Regions from separate parts of the Danio rerio genome. Here region 1 is linked to region 2. Evidence: chromatin contacts called from public Micro-C data. All regions are on one chromosome and are shown on one strand. Each heading gives the region's core, a stretch centred on a gene start, on an enhancer-like site or on the middle of the called end of the contact. The rest is flanking DNA. Distances are from core to core; before and after follow the strand shown.

Region 1 (6,433 bases), core at 558-3,057, 150 kb before region 2:
ATAGATAGATAGATAGATAGATAGATAGATAGATAGATAGATAGATAGATAGATAGATAGATAGATAAATAGATAGATAGATAGATAGATAGATAGACTAAAACACTTCTTTCTGTATTCCTCAGAGGAAAAAGTTGAACAGATTTTAAATGAACGTACACGCATCCTCTTCCATTTTGTTGTAACGAATAAAATCCTTCAAACGATGTATTACTTTTTCATTCATCTTATTTTCAGTTCGCAAACAACTCTGCGAAACTTTTTGGTTTGAGTTTTCTAAGTCAAAAAGTTCCATTTTTCCCCACACAAGTATCTTTTGCTTGTTGAGTACTTTAAATGTTATTGAGGTAAAGTTGGTTTTACATTCGTACATTTGTTCATATTAACGGTCTCTACATTGCTTACCATTTGCTAATAACATTTTTCAGAAATTATAACATTAATATTAAGGAGAATGTCAGAATGTGTGAATATAAAATCAGCTTTACCTCATTCAGTAACTGCTGAAATACTATCACTGCTACTGCAAAGTTACGGTAACATTATATGAAAATCCTTCAGACTAGCTTTTTAAAGGTTTCTAGTTTACTTCTGACCCTTCACTTTAAGTTATAACAATACAAAATGTAGAAATAATTTGTTGTAGTAATAATAATAAAACCTTACACTAAATTTGTATTAATAATAATAAAAAATAAGGCAAAGTTCGCTTTATTTGCACATTCGTTGAGTGATAACTTGTAACATGCTCCTTAACGTATATATTTTTACCACGGTAACTTTGAATATTCGGTCTGAAATCGGATTTAAGTAACTTCAAAACAACATTAACACTATTTAATTCAGTGAACAATGCTGTACTTTGACTGTCATTGGCTGCTAATATGAATTCACTATTTTGAGTTTGTAAATAATATTTTCTGACATGATTTTTATTAAGAAGAAAGTCCGAATGTGGGAACATAAAACCAACTTTACATCAAAGTAAATGTTTATACTTTGTAAACATTGCCATGATAGTCAATGTAGACGCCTGTAGAACGTAAACAAAAACAACCTAAACTTTAAGTTTATTTTTTGATCACATACAACATTAATTATATCCACAAAAAAAGTAATGTTATAATGTTTTGTGCTTTAAACTCAAAGTTATCACCAGATGACCGCTCAAACTCTGACCGATGATCAACTCGCCACGTCAATCAGCGACGCGCATGCTTCAATTGTGTGAACTATATAGCTAAAGACACAGGACTAGCAGAATAGCAGGTTAAACATACATAAAGACAGTTTTGAAATTTCTGAAAGATTAAACAGCACAGACAGTAACTTCGACTGACTTTGTTAGCGCAGTTGCGGTATTAATGTAAGGCAGAATGACAAACGTGCGTGTCACATTAACACGAAGCGACGTGTGTTTATTGTTTATCAGCACCGCTGTATATCAACAGGAACAATACGTCATAGATAAATGCTAATAATAATCCTAATAATAATAATTAACATGACTGAGCAGATACAAAATTGCAAAATGGAAAAGTTTTGCTTACCAGCGTACAAAACCTAACCAAAGTTACTCAATCCAGAAGTTTATAGAAGTTCAATCAAATGAGAAAACACATGAAATGTGAATATGAGTACATGAAATGACTGCATGCAAAATTCCACAACCTACCAAATAAAAAAAACGAGTGAACCAAGTGGGTTATTCCGCTCGTTCGATGAAGCTTTGGTTGTCTATTTATGAACTCCTGTCTTTTATTACGAGCCGCGCGCGTCGGTGCTTCCTCTCGCGTTGTCCGTGCACACTCCTATTCCCGTTTCTTAATTCCTTTAAAATTCGCAAGTGTTTTCTTCTCAATTTCGAGACAAGTTCAGTCTGCGAGCCTTGAAACAGCTGCACAAAAGACCCGACTTCGCGGATCGGGTTTCGTATTTACGACCCTTCTGGTCAGTTTACGTTACTGGTTACTAGGTGATCGTGTTGTAACTCCACCCCCGATCCCTAGAGCGTCTCTGCTCGTGTCCTCGTGAAGTACGTGCATCCTAAAGGTCTAGTAGCCAACAGGATAAAAGCTGAAGAAGGCATATAATGAGAGTGCAGCTGCTGCTTTTGACCACTCTTTATAGGTGAATGAAAAAACCAGTGAGTATCCATTCAGCTGAACTCACGTATTCTCACTTTCATACAGTTTAGGTTGAAGTTACACGAGCTTGCTCTCCTGTTAGTCTGACGCTTTTCCCATTCAGTTATTTTAAGTTCCTGTGAGGGACTGGTGCATTTACTAACGTGTCCACACGAAGAAATCAAACAAGTTACATAATTTACTAATATTCCATCATATTTTTGCATTATTTTCACCATTTATGTGTTGACTCTTGGTAAATATATAAAAAATATGGCTAGAATAATTTATATAATGTATAAAAATGTGGTTTTAGGTAACCTCATGTGAGACTTAATTAAAGTGTAATGCTGACGGAGGAAAATCGTCTTAAATAGCATTTTTGTCGTCTTTGGAAATGATGAAATGAAAATCTAAACCCACGAATCGCTTCTCGTCACAAAATAATAATAATAATACTCTGGCGACATCTAGTGGTACGACTTCATTTTACCAATAAGTTGATGTACATGGAGTCTCTAAAACGAAATGATCATTTAAATGGATTAAAATAAATGATAATTTTGTGTGGAATCTTTTTACAGAACTAGATTTTTCCTATTTATTTTATGTATGTATGTATGTATGTATGTATGTATGTATGTATGTATGTATGTATGTATGTATGTATGTATAGGATGATGATAATTATTATTATTATTATTATTTATAAGTACTTATGACATCTTTTGCCAGACTCAAATCTTTCTAAATAATAATAATAATAATAAGATTAATAATAATAATAATAATCATCATCATCATTAATGTTATGTATAACTGACACCAGTTGCAAGACTCAGATTTTTCTAATTAATAATAATATCAATAATATTAAAATAACAACAACAACAACAACAGTAATAATAGGTGACGCGGTGGCGGAGTAGCCTCGGCTGGGTCAGTTGGCGTTTCTGTGTGGAGTTTGCATGTTCTCCCTGCGTTCGTGTGGGTTTCCCCTGGGTGCTCCGGTTTCCCCCACAGTCCAAAGACACGTGGTACATTCACGTGGATTCTGTGTGGACATGTGGATTATTCATTCATTCATTTTCTTGTCGGCTTAGTCCCTTTATTAATCTGGGGTCGCCACAGCGGAATGAACCGCCAACTTATCCAGCAAGTTTTTACGCAGCGGATGCCCTTCCAGCCGCACCCATCTCTGGGAAAGACCCAAAATTAATAAAGGACTAGATTGTAAAAAAAAAATAAATAAATAAAAATGAATGAATGAATGAATGAACAAATGCACAACAACAACAACACAATAATAATAATAATAATAATAATAATAATAATAATAATTGATGTTATGTGTTACCGTGACACCAGTTGCAAGACTCAGATCTTTCTAAATAATAATAACTATAATATTAAAATGATAATAATAATAATAATAATAATAATAATAATAATAATAATAATAACAACAACAACAATCGTCACAATAATATTGAAATAATAATAATGATAATAATAATTCTAATTATTATCATTATTATATTTGTTGTTGTTATTATTGTTTTAGTATTATTCTTATTATAAGTATAACTGAGACACCAATTGCAAGACTCAGATCTTTCTAAATAATAAAAATAATAATAAAATGATAATAATAATAATAATAATAATAATAAATAGTAATAATAAAAATAATAATAACTATAATTATAATAATAATAATAATAATAATAATAATAATTATTATTATTATTATTATGTATAACTGAGACACCAGTTGCAAGACTCAGATCTTCATTTAATTTTATTTTCTTTGTCTTAGTCTTTAGACTTTATTAATCTCGGGTCGCCACATTGGAATGAACCGCCTACTCATCATCTTTCTAAATAATAATAATAACAATGATTTTAAAATAATAATAACACAGTAATAATAATATTAATTATTATTATTACTATGTTATTATTATTTTTATATCATTGTTTAATAATCATTGTTAAATAATATTATCACATTATTATTATTATTTTTATTATTATTATTATTATTATTATTATTATTATTATTGTAACTATTATTTTTTTATATTACTATTATTATTATTATTATTATTATTATTATTATTATTAGATAAATTAGGAGACTTGTTTTACTGCATTTCAAGTTTGAGGAAACAAAAAAAATACATCTGGTAAAAAATTAAAATAGTTTAACTTTGTCTAACTGTGTCATGTAAAATATAAAATATTATTTCTTTTATCAATCGTGATTCTACAACTAGTTCCATAGATACATATATTTATACCATCAACTGGCAAGTTAATATTCTTAATTAATGAATTATCTTAATTTATCTTGGCATTTAGTATCTTAATTATTTTTCTCAAATTGTATACAGTAACACCCCTTCACTAACTAATTTCTAATAACTGATAGATTTTATCTTTGCCATGATGACAGTATATAATATTTTATTCAATATTTTATAAAAAATTGCTGAAGATAATGCCATTGTGAAAGATACACCTGCCTAAATCTCACGATTTAAAACTTTACACAGTAATCTTAAAGGACATTATCTCTGACTGAGCTCTAACTAAGTTCTCGAGGCCATTTGCTGAGTCTCTATGGCCACGACCCAATCAGTGTCATTAGCCTGATGTTCCAGATGAGCAGAGACAAGAATGATAAGAATATCATCCCATTACCGGGGCCATTAAGAGAGCCAGAGGAGGGAGAAGATCCATGCCGTCTGCAGTCAAATTTCATTCACCACTAGCGAACAGAGATAATTTGTCGACAGAAAAGACAAACCACTCATATGAACAACCAGGGGGGACACACACAGTCACCTCACACACACATACACACTCACAGAGCTTAAACTCATTATCCTGGATGACTTTGACTGTTAAGTAGCTGATCCAATGTTTTATTTGTAGACCATCTGCATCTTAACAGATTTTTAGGCTGTTTGAAGACAAAAAAAAAAAAAAAACGCAAAGTTGAAGTCAAAATGATTAGCCCTCCTGTGATTTATTTTATTTTATTTTTCAAATATATTTCCCAAATGATGATTAACAGAGCAATTGTTTTTTCACTGTATTTCCTATGATATTTTTTTTCTTCTAAAGAAAGTATTATTTGTTTTATTTTGGCTAGAATAAATGCTGTTTTTAATTTTCTTTAAACCATTTTAAATTCAATGTTGATCCTGGACCATCATCATTTAAATACAGCGTAAATTCACTATTGTTGATCCTGGACCATCATCATCATCATCATCATTTAAATAAAAGAAAGAAAGAAAGAGAAAGAAAGAAAGAAAGAAAGAAAGAAAGAAAGAAAGAAAGAAAGAAAGAAAGAAAGAAAGAAAGAAAGAAAGAAAGAAAGAAAGAAAGAAAGAAAATACACTATTGTTGATCCTGGACCATCATCATCATTTAAATACAGTGTAAATTCACTAATGTTGATCCTAAACCATCATCGTTTAAATACAGTGTAAATTCACTATTGTTGATCCTGGACCATCATCATCATTTAAATACAGTGTACAGATGTTACTACTTCAATGTGTTCCTTGTACCGCCATTCATGCCGCGGCGACGGCGGTACTTGATGCGCCAGCAGCATTTGACCGCTGGGTGGCACATTAACCACAGATATTCAGCTTTGCCTTTTCACAATGCTAAACAGACTGTTCTGTAGGCGTAGCTTACTGTATGTGATGTGATGTGTTCAATTAAAATATAATTTTAATTTAGTTTTTCTGGTAATAGACATGCTCTTACACTATACTATGCTGTAGAAAAGATACATGGTGAGAAGTCAAAAAGCAAATATAAGAATTAAGTTATTAGCCTTCAGTGCCCGATTAAATTGCGTTGGGGTGAAAATAATGTTTTGATTTCTTTGACTATCATGGCAATGTTATAATCTCAAATCTTAAACGTGCGCATATGAAAAACAGCAAAATAATATAGATTATCCTGCCGGTAGAGCACATCACCTCACAGTTGTGAACTTGCGATCACCTCAACTTACATTTAATTTTTTTTTTACCTGGTTTATTGTAAACTTATTAAGTGCAAAGAGGATTCGTTTTGGAAAATAGAATTGAAGAAATGAAAGACAACTAAAATGAAAGCACAAACATTCAGTACAAATAATTAGTCTTAAATAAATAAATAAATAAATAAATAAAGCAGTCTTTTAGTCTAAATATAGAGAGATGTAGTGTTTGCTATTTTGATAGAACTAAGACTAGACATGTTCATTTATATTTTTAATTTACGTTTTTATTTACATT
Region 2 (6,552 bases), core at 3,173-5,672:
CAGTACTGAAGCCAAATCTGGAGCTTATCTAACAAAATAACTTAAAATAGCGGTCAAAATACTAGTAAACCCAAATTTATGTTATAGAAAAATATTAAATACAAATTTCAAGAGGAAAAATCAAGAGAAGCAAAAAAATTAAAAATTTTGTAAAAAATGTATAGTTTGTATTTTTATTTTTATTATTTTGCTTGAATTTTATTTTATTGTATTATCTTTTAATTTCTAAATTTGTTTGGCGACTAAAATATTACTTTAATAAATATATCTGTTTCAGAAAGGCTTTAAGACCAAGCGGAATCCTTTACTGGCTGTTGTGACTTCAGCTAACCAATTTAGTTCAATGCAAACAAATACTTTTTAATAAGTCAAACATCCAGCTGCAAGAAAACATAGGATCTGACATGGGTGAAGTCATCTTTTGCTGCTTTAATGTTCTTAAATAGAGAAAACAACTTATTCTAAATCTTGGACCGGTTACACTTTATTTTGATGGTCTATTTGAGTATTGCTGTATGCTTAATATCTGTTGTTGCTGCTTCTTCAACAGACATTTAACTGACTATAATAAATTTTGCAAGTACATGTTAACTTACACTAACCCAAATAACGATCTACTTATGATCTAATGAAAATTACCATCAAAATAAAGTGCAACCCTTAGACGTTATTCTTGAAACAAAGAATGACAAATAAAAGGTGTGAAGCATCAAAAGCGGCCCATATTAAAATTAATTTGAACACTTATTTGGCTGTTGTTGTAATCCCTGACTTGTCTTACATACTTTTTTTTTTTTTACAAAGAAGGCTAAATAAATTGTAAAGCTCTACATTGTTATTATAATTAATATAAAATATCATTAAAAAACATTATTATAAAATAATGTTTGAATTTTTTATCATTCAAATGGCCAAATTCTGAGGAAAGTTGAATGTGGGCCAATTTGTTATTTGTACAATAAATGACAAAAGGTCACACACTTTAACAGATTTTTTTTTTCTAACGATAAATGGGTAACACTTTACAATAAGGTTCATTAGTTAATACATTTACTAACATGAACTAATCGAGAACAACACATGTACAGCATTTATTAATCATAATTGAACATTTACTAATGCATTAATAACATCCAAGTCCATGCTTGTTAACATTAGTTAATGCACCATGAGTTAACATGAACTAACAATGAACAACTGTATTTTCATTAACTAACGTTAACTAACATGAACAAATACAGTAGTAAATGTATTATTCGTTGTTTGTTCATGTTAGTAAATGCAATCATTAACATTAACTAATGAACCTTATTGTAAAGTGTGACTGATAAATGATGTGATAAATTAGCATTTTAAAAATTAAGTGTTGTTTTCATATTTCTTTATCGTTTATCTTTAGGAAATTTTTTGGTACATCAAAAAGTTTTAATCCAGCTTAAAATGTCACTAAAATGCAGTATTTAAATCTCATAATTAAATAGAAAATGAGGCAAATAACTGCAAAAAAGGTCCGCTTTTTGAGAAAAGAGAACCACCCCTTTCCCCAGGCTGGCTACAGGCCTGTTACATAAGCAAAAACTGGAGCTAACCTAACAAATTAACTTGAGATCATGTTGGAAAAATTTTTGAATATGTTAAAATATATATTTTAAAAAGAAAATAAACCTAATAAGGCAAAAAAAAAAGAGTAACATAAAATAATACATTTTGTTTACATTTTTATTTTCATTTTAAATGAATTATCTTTTTATCCTTTAATCAAACTTTTATTTTAATGGATATAATAAAACTGCCATTAAACCTGCAAAAATATGTTTACTGAGAACAATAAAAATTATATTTTTTAAAATGAGGTGTACTGATTTATGCTGTGCACTATACATGAAATAATTGGCAGCATTTAATTAAATAAATGTTATATAAATTAATTTATTCATTTAATGTATGTAAATGTAAACTAAATTAAAACCAATTTTGTTCAAAATACATTGTAAAAAAAATAACATCCACTCACATTTTTAGCAAATATTTTAAATTAACCCACTTAATCATTAAACTCAGATCAAATTTTAATCCCATGAATTAATACAGTCATGAATATTTGCCACATAACGGGAATGACCCCTTTCTGAGTATGCTAAAAGTCTACAAGAACTGGAGCACATCCCTGATGACGCCATATTTCTATTAAAAAAAAAGTAAGTACGTTTCGAGAATACTGAAAGCAGTGAATGCCAAATGTAAACACTTTGATTAAATAAATATATTGGCATAGCTTTAATGAGCAATAACACTTCGTACACAAAAGTACTTTCTTTTTTTTTCCTTTTCTCTCTTATTTGGTCAAACATGTGGTGATGCACAGATGACATTCTGGTCCCGAACATACAGTACGTGGCTGTGCACGGTATGATGCAAACAGATACATTCCACTGAGCCATTAAGCATAACATAAATAACAGTTTGTACAGGACGAGTATCAGGCTGTGATCAAATGCAAAAAAAAAATAAAATACATCAAACGTCTTTGGCAGTGATTTATATTTTGGGCACTGTCAATAATGGCCTGCTCAAATCCTTGGCCTCGCCGGCCGTGCGAACTCGTAGATATCCCAGCAGAGACATGGAATGCTGACAGTATTCTTCCACCTGTCTGATCTGTTGATAGTTGAGCACAGTTCTCCAGGCGTTAGCCGCCTGCGTGGCGTTCCTGGAGGACACGATGAATGGTTTGGTGGAGGCACTGGGTCCTGTTGTCATGTTCATGGCAAAGATCTCAATGTCGTGATTGGCTGAAAGATTCACAAATCGATAAACATTCCTAACAGATCTGACTGGGTTCTCCACCAGGTCCTCGTAGCGCACCGTCATGTATTTGCCTTTGAACCAGCTGGGCGGGTGAAGAGCAGTTTTCAGCGTTTTGGACATTTGTTCGCAGATCACCTCCATGGCTCCGATGGAGTGGTAATCTGAACCGTCTTTTTTGTTCATCTTGTGGTTGGGGTCCACGAATGGCACGCGACGAAGCTTGGGGTCTCTGCTGCGCACCACTTGCAGATTCTCCCGAATGAGTCCATGTCTTGATTTAATCCTGGAGTTAGCCACCGCCCGTGGATCTCGGACCAAGTGGACGACTTTCAGATTGAGCGAGGGGTCCTCCATCAGAGGCGCTAGAATGTTGACGTCCAGAATGCGCACTCCCTTTATCACGATGGTGTTGTATTTTAAGCACTCCTCCTCTAACATCTGAAGACTCTGCGGAGGACACTTTCTGCAGATCTTCTCATCCACCATTCCCACCACATCCTTCCTGTAGGATGAGCAGAATGGGTAGGAGCAGATGACTTTATTGATGGCGGCCCCGAAAAGTCCCAAAGAGGTTATGTTCTTCCCTCCAGGGCTGTTGTACAGCTGAAAAACTGAGAAGTCACACCTGTAAAGGGAGCTTAGCATGTCCCGGGCTGCTCCTTGTAGGGAGACAGCGTCCCCCGGGTATAGCTTTTGCCAAATGTGCCACATAGGCTCATACAAGAAAAACACATCAGGGTTTTGGTTGAAGAGCTCCCCGAAAAAGGATGAGCCAGACCTCCAAGTGGTCAACACATACACCAGCTGCCTTTTCTTGACCTGCGGGGCTTTATAAAGATAGCGGATGTCTGATCTGCTTTGGAAGTTCACTCCCTGCATTGGCTGACTGCACTGCTGAGGCTCTTTGGTCCATTTGTAGTTAGCCAGGTTCAGCATGGTCAAAGCCACCAGCAGAAAATAGGCCAGAAACATGATGATCTTCTTCCGCCGTAGCACTTTCATCACAATCCCTGGGTTGGCTATTATTTTGGTGTGGCTCCTCGCGCAAGGCTTGTGTTTCCTTCCAAAGCCAGCATTCTTCTCCCATGGTGGTGTGAATTTTAGAGGGTAGGGTTTGTTTTTCATTTATGACACAGGCGAATCGGGGATGTCCTAAACACAGCTGCGGAGAATCACACGCGCCGACGATGGCATAGAGAGAAGCGTGACATCTGCCCCAAGCCCATGCAATCGATTATCGATTAGGTGGTGCGTGGGAGAGGAGGGAATGCCCGACGCTCCAAAACACTAGACGAAATGAAAACAAACCGCACCGCAATGCGCAGGGTTTCATTCGGATGCGAGGCAGCGGATGCCGTTCGTAATATTTAACGGGTTTGCAATGCAAAGTCAAGCTTATTTCGTTTGCTTACCGATGAAACGCGGCGGGGGGATTCATCCCGTTATCACAGCTCGTCCGGGCCACGAGCTGGGCTAAAATGGCGATATAGATGCGTGCGCGACCATTTGAGTGCCAGCACGTAATCACGTAGTTCATTTTAAATGCGAAAGAACCAAAAGAAAAGGCATCTCCCCTCGGAGTGGTACCTCTGTTGTCCGGGCGTACGCTATAACTAATTGGTACTGCACGAAGTCAATGGCAGCAAAGGGAGCAAAAGATCCGCCTCCTGTAAGCGCTGATTGGTGGAAGGACGAGCGTCTTGGCGCTTTCTTTTGACGCTATTGGGTCTTCCTAACGCCAGTCAAAGCTTTCCGCTCACATAGACTGCTACATAGCAACATGATGCACTATAAATCATAAAGAAGTGTGATATTTGTCCATTAAAGCGCACGGGTTTTGTCTGAAAAATTAAGGGGAATGAATTTGAATATACAAATCTTTACATATTTAAAGACATATTTATTTATAGACACTATTTAGATGAGCAAGATTTAAAGGGAAGTGTTATACTTATTACATTAATATTGCACTTTATATATTAATATATTAACCATATGAGTACTGTCTATATGATATAATACTGTATATATGGTATACTAGTGTCTATAATGTGGTTTGTGTCTGTGTGTGTTATTTATTTATATTTTTTTACTAATTAACCTTTGCTCGTGAGGATTCCCTTCGTTTTAAAGGTTGCAAACCCTGTATTAAACAACGATTAATTGTGATTAAATCAGTGTAAGCAGAAATTTGTTACGTAATTTGAGAACAATGACATAGTGATAGTTAATTCAATACAAATAACCAAACAATGCCCGTTCTGCTAACTGCTAGTTAGCGGCTAGCGCCACCTGCTGCTGGTTTTCCACTATCTGTTTTAGTTCTCTCTGCCTATTATTTTACATTAAACCATTAATGAACAATAACAAGACGTTGGTACATAAAAAACAAGGAAAAATTCTGCTGTCTCACGTTGTGTTTGTGAAAGTAGATTTGGATAATACATTAGGCAGTTGCAGCAGCGCATTAGGCTGGAGTTCTGCCACATTGCTTTAGGCAACTTAGAATTTGTATTGTGTGGGATTGTGGGAATGTTTGTTCAAGACTGAACACTATTTGGGCAATACAGACTTGTTTCTCTTACTTTGTTTCTAGTTTATTCTTTAGAAGGCCGTGATGCTGTGCTCACCACTAGTTTATTCGCCTTGATCAGTGTGTGATCTTCATGCAGTTTGTAGCAACTGTTTATCCGTGGATTGTTGTCTGCTCTTTCAGTTATCCAGAAGAAAGCCATGGCGCTCATCACCAGAGGACTCCACAGGATATTCTTGTGGACCAAAAGACAAAATAGTACAATTACAGGTGAGATAAATGTTGTTCTTCATAGTTTTATTGTAAACTAATGCTATTTTCCTCTTCAATGTGGCATCAACTAAACTTAATTTGGCTAAATTCTATTTTCAAATGCTTTCTATATGTGTATCACAGGTTATTAGTTATACTGTAATCTGATATTATGCTGCTAATGGCATTTAAAAAAAGTGTGTTATGCTGCCTTATTTATTTATTTATTTATTTACCATTAACTAATTCATCATTTTAATATATTATAATGATGTTTGTGCTCAACAAAATACTAATACTAAAAATAAAAACATTTCTACTAACTTGCTCTTTACTTAAATTAACAAGAAGTTGAGCTAGTTAACTCTGTTTCCACAAATGTTTTGTGTATTTGTGTAACTTATTGCAGTTCAGCCGCAGAAGTATAAAGCAATAGCAATTAGCATCCTAAAATTTATTGGTATATATTTTTTTGTCCTGTAATTATACCATTACTTTCTGTTTGTTCTTAATGGAACACTCCATTTTGGGGGGTAAATAGGTTCATTTTACAACTCCCTTGGAGTTTTGCTATTGCCAAGATCACTTTTAGCTTAGCTTAGCAATTGGAATAGATCATTAGCATCTTACAAAAAAAGGAAAAAAAACATATATATATATATATATATATATATATATATATATATATATATATATATATATATATATATATATATATATGAATAAGTTTCCTCTTTAAAGCTTGATTGTTCTGCAGTTACATTACTAAGAAGACTATCTAAAAGATGAAAGTTTCTTTTTGTCTAGGCCGATTTAGCTAGGAACCGACGGAAAAAATGAAAGTTGCTATTTTTGGTTCGGAACTACACTCTCATTCTGGCACAACAATCAAGGAATTTGAATAGCAACTTTTACTTTATCTTACACAGTACATGATGTAACTACAGAAGAGTCTAGCT

The links. A called contact is a pair of places that touch in the nucleus more often than the background predicts.
Region 1: a Micro-C map of caudal fin shows a contact between it and region 2, with 5 times the contacts expected there. The contact joins the promoter of dipk2aa here to the promoter of chst2a in region 2. A contact is called at or near these places in 2 of 18 Hi-C or Micro-C datasets (caudal fin and embryo) and 2 of 4 datasets of contacts at active chromatin or transcription factors (embryo and gastrula embryo).

What each region holds. Positions count from the first base shown.
Region 1 is chr2:8,597,928-8,604,360 of GRCz12tu, reverse strand. dipk2aa (divergent protein kinase domain 2Aa) reads right to left here and starts at 1,807. Exons shown (of 4, transcript NM_001007436.1): 1 at 1,676-1,807.
Region 2 is chr2:8,451,002-8,457,553 of GRCz12tu, reverse strand. chst2a (carbohydrate (N-acetylglucosamine-6-O) sulfotransferase 2a) reads right to left here and starts at 4,422. Exons shown (of 1, transcript NM_001079995.2): 1 at 2,263-4,422. The coding sequence starts at 3,933. The coding sequence ends at 2,539. It also overlaps a transcript of pls1 not described here.